Regions from separate parts of the Astyanax mexicanus genome. Here region 1 is linked to region 2. A link is a contact called in public Hi-C data. All regions are on one chromosome and are shown on one strand. The core of a region is the stretch at or near the end of the contact, and the rest is flanking DNA. Distances in the headings are between cores, read along the strand shown.

What was found. Hi-C and Micro-C count contacts between places; a contact is called where the count stands out from the background.
Region 1: a Hi-C map of blood shows a contact between it and region 2, with 3 times the contacts expected there. The contact joins the promoter of zgc:56231 here to the promoter of fastkd3 in region 2. A contact is called at or near these places in 2 of 3 Hi-C or Micro-C datasets (blood and muscle).

The regions. Positions count from the first base shown.
Region 1 is chr8:35,452,806-35,456,180 of AstMex3_surface, reverse strand. zgc:56231 (KISc_KIF23_like and GBP_C domain-containing protein) reads left to right here and starts at 1,917. Exons shown (of 18, transcript XM_022677639.2): 1 at 1,917-2,321; 2 at 3,024-3,116; 3 at 3,208-3,327. The coding sequence starts at 2,199. rps20 (ribosomal protein S20) reads left to right here. Exons shown (of 4, transcript XM_007231072.3): 3 at 41-114; 4 at 408-662. The coding sequence ends at 590.
Region 2 is chr8:35,196,588-35,199,865 of AstMex3_surface, reverse strand. fastkd3 (FAST kinase domains 3) reads right to left here and starts at 1,920. Exons shown (of 7, transcript XM_007240033.4): 1 at 1,814-1,920.

The DNA.
Region 1 (3,375 bases), core at 668-3,167, 260 kb before region 2:
AAAAAAAACTCTTGCTCATGTGAAATTTGTATTTTTGCAGTGTGCGCTGATCTGATCCGTGGTGCTAAGGAGAAGAGCCTTAAGGTGAAGGGGCCAGTGCGCATGCCCACCAAGGTAAATGATGTGTGGTTGATTTTTATTTATTGTTTCCTGAATTATGTCATTATGATTTCACATTCAACTATGTGGAGGTGCTTAAAATCTAGTGTTAAATTAGTTACTGACTCGTTCACCATCAGAACAGCGACATCATAAATGGCTGTTGTGCTTGTACTGCTCTATTAAATGTGTGCTTTCACACTTACATTTAGTGCATAGTTTAAGTCTCCAAAGTCATTTCAAATGTTGGGTATGTTAATGGTCAAATGTGTGTTCCTTGATCTAACCCAGTCTTGTGCTCCTCACAGACCCTGCGCATCACCACCCGAAAGACTCCTTGTGGAGAGGGTTCCAAGACCTGGGACAGGTTTCAGATGAGAATCCACAAGCGCCTCATTGACCTTCACAGCCCATCTGAGATTGTCAAGCAGATCACCAGCATCAGCATTGAGCCCGGTGTCGAGGTGGAGGTTACCATCGCAGACGCATAAACTGCCTTGTGTTGCCAGATTGAGCTGCTTTGATCAAACTCATGTCAGCACAATAAAGAAATTAGAATTTGATGTGGTTTCTGTTTTGTTCTTTTTCACTCTGATCTATAGAAATATTGCTGAATATGAACTTTGGGTTATCATTTGCAGCAATATTTTATTACTAGCTTGTTTTTAGAAGTATCTTGAGGTAAATATAATTTTCCAAAACAATTACATATTTTGTTCCCTTTAGAAGGGTTCCCCCAGGAAAGTTATAAATGCAGTACACAAAGAATAGTGGGCGAAAATAAAGACAGTAAAAAGTGCAGAAGGAGAGGTATTGCATTTTAATATGCCATCCCATCCCTTGTCATCCTGTGACCTCTCCTCCACTACTAATGAGATGTACAGTCTGAAGGATTGATCTATTGGTACTGGTTGCTGATGACTGGCAATAGTCCTAATATCCAGTAGTCTGCTACTGTCACCACTGAACCAGCCTGCCTTAGTGCACTTTAGGCATGTTTTTTTTTTGTTCTAGAAAAGCCAAGAGAAATGTTGGATTAAATTGGCAACACATTTTCCTGCTTATTCAAATTTTAACAGTAAGTGTTCATACTTTTAACTGTTTCCAACCAATTTCACTAAAATGGTGGAAAGGGAACCCTGACATGCAATTGAAGCATCTATTCACGTAAATGTCTTATCCTATTGATGTATAAACTGAGATTTTATTAAGTTTATTTAAATCATTTTGGTGTTTATCTAAGGGAGTTTTATTTTGAGTACTGAGCCTTTGTTCACAAAACTTTGAATCTGTGGCTGTGATCAGATCAGTCACCCTTTAATTTAATTCTTAAGGAACATGAGGATGACCTTTTATTTTCAGTGTAGCAGAGTATTTGCAATAAACAGGGATAGAAAGAGAAAATTACAGATAAAATCAACAGGAAAAAAGACAAAAAACGTAAAAAAAACCCCCCAACTGATTAATACAATTAAGATTTAATTAGTAAGAAAGATTTCTGAGGTTTTACAATGGGAAATAGTAACATGTTAAATAAAACGATCGAACATGGAAATAAACAGTTCTAAACACGCCAAAAAATAAATAAACATTAAAATAAATTAAGTATAAAGAACACGGCGGGATCTGATCTGAGATCAGGGCTCTGTACCAGGACTGGTTTGGTGGTTTCAGCTCAGCAGAGCTTAGTTGTACCATTTGCTCTCTGCAGTTGATTGTTTCTCGGCTCTGATTGGTGGAGTGTTTTGTAACTAATATGTGATTGGTTGGTTTCTTGTTTAGGGCGGGGCTTCGGGTCATCACTGAAAGTGGATAAAGCTGTTTTCAGAGGTCGGCCTCGTTCTGACTGTCAGACAGTTTAATTCCTGTTATTAAACCAGTTAATATGTTTTAATAAATCTGTCCTTCTGCTTTTATTCAGTTTTATTCAGTATCGGAGGAGCTGAGGGAGGTGAAGGGCTCTTCGTACAGTGACATTTCTCTCTATAGTCTCTCGTGTTTTGTGTGTTTGGTAAGAACAGCAGGCTCATATAAACACGAACAGTCGGGTCAGAGGTTGGTGTATTTTAGTGTAAAGGTTTTCTTTTTATTATTTAGTTATGGCGGCTAATATTGATCTGACTCATGAGGGCACACTGATTGTGGCCATGGAGTCTACAGCCTGTGACCCTCACCACGCTTCTCTACCAGAGCTTTCTGGACTCTCCTCAATCACCTCCCAGGTATTCATTCTGCTACTCTTCTGACTTAAAAAAAACTGAAAATTATCAAATTATTATTAAATGGGTCTTAAATGTCCTTTCTTGTTTCAGGAATACATTTTAAAGTAAAAAAAGTGTTTTACACCTAGTCATTTCATGCAATTCGGTGATGTTATTTTTATGTTTTAAAAATCCACTGTTACAGCAGTCAATTTTTTTTACAGCCATCAAATAGTACAGCCTTGTGTGTCTTGTATAGACAACAGAAATATGTATGTTAAAACATTTCAGTTTTCATTATTTACTAAAAACTGTTTATTATGCTTGTTGTACATGGAGGATCAGCATGCTCACAAATCTACTGCTTATCCTGTTTAGTTGGATGAAATCAATCTCCCTAAATTGAAGTAATTAACACAATAAATTAAAGTCAAAACGTGTGTGTGTGTGTGTGTGTGTGTGTGTGTGTATTTATTTAATATTTTTTTTTCTTCTGAATATGCTTCTTCTGAACTTCAAAAATCAAGTTTTAATAAGAAAGTAAAATGGTAAACAAAGAACTAAAATAAAGGTGTAGGAGGGTTTAAAAGTGATACAATAAAAAGATCAGACATGAAAAGTACTATGAAGGGAAATTTTATTTCATTTAAGGATTAGGTGTTTTTTTTTTTAACATCTTTCTAAGAATTTTCCTGAATGTGTTCCTCTCTGCCATCTGTGTAGAGTGAGTTTGTAGATGGTTCTGAGCAGCAACTTCGGGTGTATCTCAGAGTTCGTCCTTTCAGTAAAGAAGAGCTCAACAACAATGAAGACCAGGTTTGAGAACACTGCTCTTGCTTATTTTGCTTAAATCTTAATTGAATGTGCAGCCCATGTAGCGTGTGTCCTTTTTTGTCTTATCTGTCAGGGTTGTGTTGTTCTGGAGAACACACAAACTGCTGCACTTCACGCTCCTAAAGGTTCTGCCACAATGAAGAGCAGTGAGAAGGGAATCGGCCAGCAGCTTCACAAGTTCAGCTTCACCAAGGTGCAGCCTTTCTTAATATTGTATGTGTTTGTGACTGGCCTAATTTGT
Region 2 (3,278 bases), core at 671-3,170:
AAATATAGGTCAACCAGTCAGAACAAAGATAATTTACACACATCTGATAATAATAAGACAAAACCAAGGGATGAAAATAATATTATAAGAAGTGTTTTCAATGCACAAAAAAAAAAACTAATAAGTGACCTATACAGATCTTTTTCGAATTAGACATTACGGCTCAGCGGGCTCACCGCTGGCACTATGATCAGGAGATCGCCGGTTTGAATCCTGTTCATGTAGCTTGCCATTGGCTGACGAAGCCCAGAGAGCACAATTGGCCTTCTACTCCTAGTGGGATTTCGGTCAGCACAAGGCGTATGTAACCTGATGTATCAGAAAACCGAGTCGCTGCGCTTTCCTCCGAGCTACTCGACAATGCTGAACCAGCAGCAATTCAAAAAGAGGTGAAGTCTGACTTCTCATATACCGGAGGAGGCACGTGTCTTCACCCTCCTGGTGTTGGGGCATCACTAGTGATAAGGGGAGTCCTAATTGGGTAATTGGTCATGTAAATTGGGGAGAAAATGGTATAACAATTTGAAATTTATTATAAAATTATAAAAGAAACAGACACATCACAAAAAAAATAGAGATAGGGAAAATATTAAAACAAAACCAACCAATACAGAAATACATTTTATACATTTCGGCATGTCGGAGCATTCTACATCAATAACAAAAGCAATATTATATATTTATTTATTATATTATACTTATAAAAATCTGATGATTGATCTTATCATATATCACTTTATACATTAAAGCTCAATGGGAACTAGAGTTTAATACAATTGTGGGCGAAGAAGGTCGGGAAAATGTATGTTTGAAATGTCATATGGGGGTCGAGAGACAGCTATGGAAAGAATTTGATTGGAAGGATAAACGTTTTTTAGAACAGTTTGTGTTTTTAGAAACAATTCTAACAACAACTGCTGGAGAAACTGTGGTATGGTTTGAGATCACACCCACATATTTTCGAAAAATATTAAAGAAGAACTGAAGGAAATCATGGAAACTGACATGCCACTGGATCCATTATTGTTCATATTGGAAATGCAGCCTGAACACATGGTCACCACAGACCAAGGCTACGTAAAGCATATTTTGAAAAAAAAATGATCACTAATAACTGGAAGAAGTCTATTCCTCCCTCAATTGTTCAATAGGCACAAAAAAAATCAACCATGTACGAATTTAAGATTTTTAATTAAAATAAAAGTTACCTTCCTAATTACCTTGGTTAGGAAGTATATGTGGTTTGTGTGTTTGTTTTAAAATAATAGGTAGATGTGTGTATAAGTATCATATCCATGTAAGAGGTTATTTCATGTACATACATAGATGTCAAGTGAAGCCCAACCTCAAGGTCAATTAGTCATGTAAGGTTAATTGCCTGTTAATGTGTGCTTATGGCAATAAAGTAAAAAACTAAACAACATAAAAATAGTAAAAATGTAAAACGAGCTCTTTTTAAAAACATTTTTGTGTAATATCGTGATTTTACTTTAAGGTAAAAGTAACAGCTGACAGCCAACACAGATATAAAGCACATGAAACTCTCTATAAAACTATAATACGCTTTTAAATATGTAAAATATCATATATCATATCACAACAGCACAAACCAAAGGGACTTTAAACTCCTAACAGCACCTTATGAAACCGCAGATCCTGCTCTGCCCTCTGCAGCTAAACTGAGTACGGCACGTGGAGCTACACGCAGTCCTCTCAGTACTAATCACTATTACTAATCAGACATAAACACACACTTATCAATTAATATCTAACTGATTATTAGTTATAGTATAATGTAACACAGCTACAATACCTCTCCATAACACATAATCGTCACTTCCCGCTGTGTCGCCGTGACTCGGCGTGTGCTCCGACACGTTCTGTAAACACCGCGCATGTCCGCGGGCCGCAGATACCCGATTGGTTGAGCTGGGCTTGTGTGGGAGGAGCTACAACTGAAATGTGCAGTGTTCCCATTGTATCTAGTGCACTGCTTTGTGTTTAGTGCACTTGACCATCCTAGTTAAAACATAGGCGCAACAGGATTGTTGACTAGTTATCTTCGTTTATGAATTTAAACATACACAGCATACAGTACCAGTCAAACGTTTGGACACATCTCCTCTTATTTAATGTGGTTTCCTTCTTTCTATTTTCAAGTTTTTTAATTCTAAATTTAATATTGAAGACATTTAAGCTCTACAGGAACACATGCATTTTTTTCCAAACAAAAAGTAATATGTGAGTGGTGATATTCTTTAAAAAAAAACGTATTAATGCGTGGGAATGAGATAATTAAGTTGTGGGGAGGACTCATTAAGGTGTGGGAAGGAGGTATTTAAGTAACAGAGATGGCTTATGAAAGTGTGGGAAGAAGCTACCTAGGTCCTGGCCTTAATAAATCATCCCCACGACTTAACTGTCTTGTTCCCCACGACTTAACTATCTTGTCCCCATAGCTTACTAAGTCATCCCCACAAATTAATTATCTTGTTCCCCTGATTTAATAAGTCCTTCCCATGACTTAATTATCTTGTTTCAATGACTTAACAGGTAATCCCCATAGCTTAATAATCTCATTATGACAATTTAAGTCGTCCCCGCAATTTAATCATATTGTCCCCACCACTTAACTATTTAATTTCTATGACTTATTAAGCCCTCTCTACTGCTTAATTATCTTGTACCTATGCCTTAATAAGTCGTGGCCACAACTTAACTATTTTTTCCTGTGCCCTAATTCGTCATCCCCATGACTTAAGAAGTCCTTCACACAACTTAATTATCCCATCTCCATAAATTTACAAGTCCTCTCCACAACTTAATTATCTCATTCCCACGCCTTAGTAAGTCTTCCCCCGACTTAATTTTCTTGTTCCCACTACTTAATTACGTTACTTTCCCTCGCCCTAATATGTTGTTCCCACAACTTAATTATCTAGTCTCTTTGACTTAATAAATACTCCCTATAACTGAATGACTTGACTTAATAAGTCATGGCTACACATTTTTTACTTTATTACCTTATAACTAATCCCTTTCATTTTAGAAAGTAGAAGTATTCTGCTAAAAAAAGCAAAGACCATATCTGTATATTTTCATTTTCAATGAATAAGGGTGAATGAAGCTAAACAGCTTAAAATCTAAATAAAATATCATGTCTATTTTACAAAATAGAATAAAGTGTATTTTTATTTTTCTACCACAGACACTAGCATCATTGCTACTGTGTGCTGACTGATCGGTAAGCTAATGCTAACAGTTACAGACACTTTTAA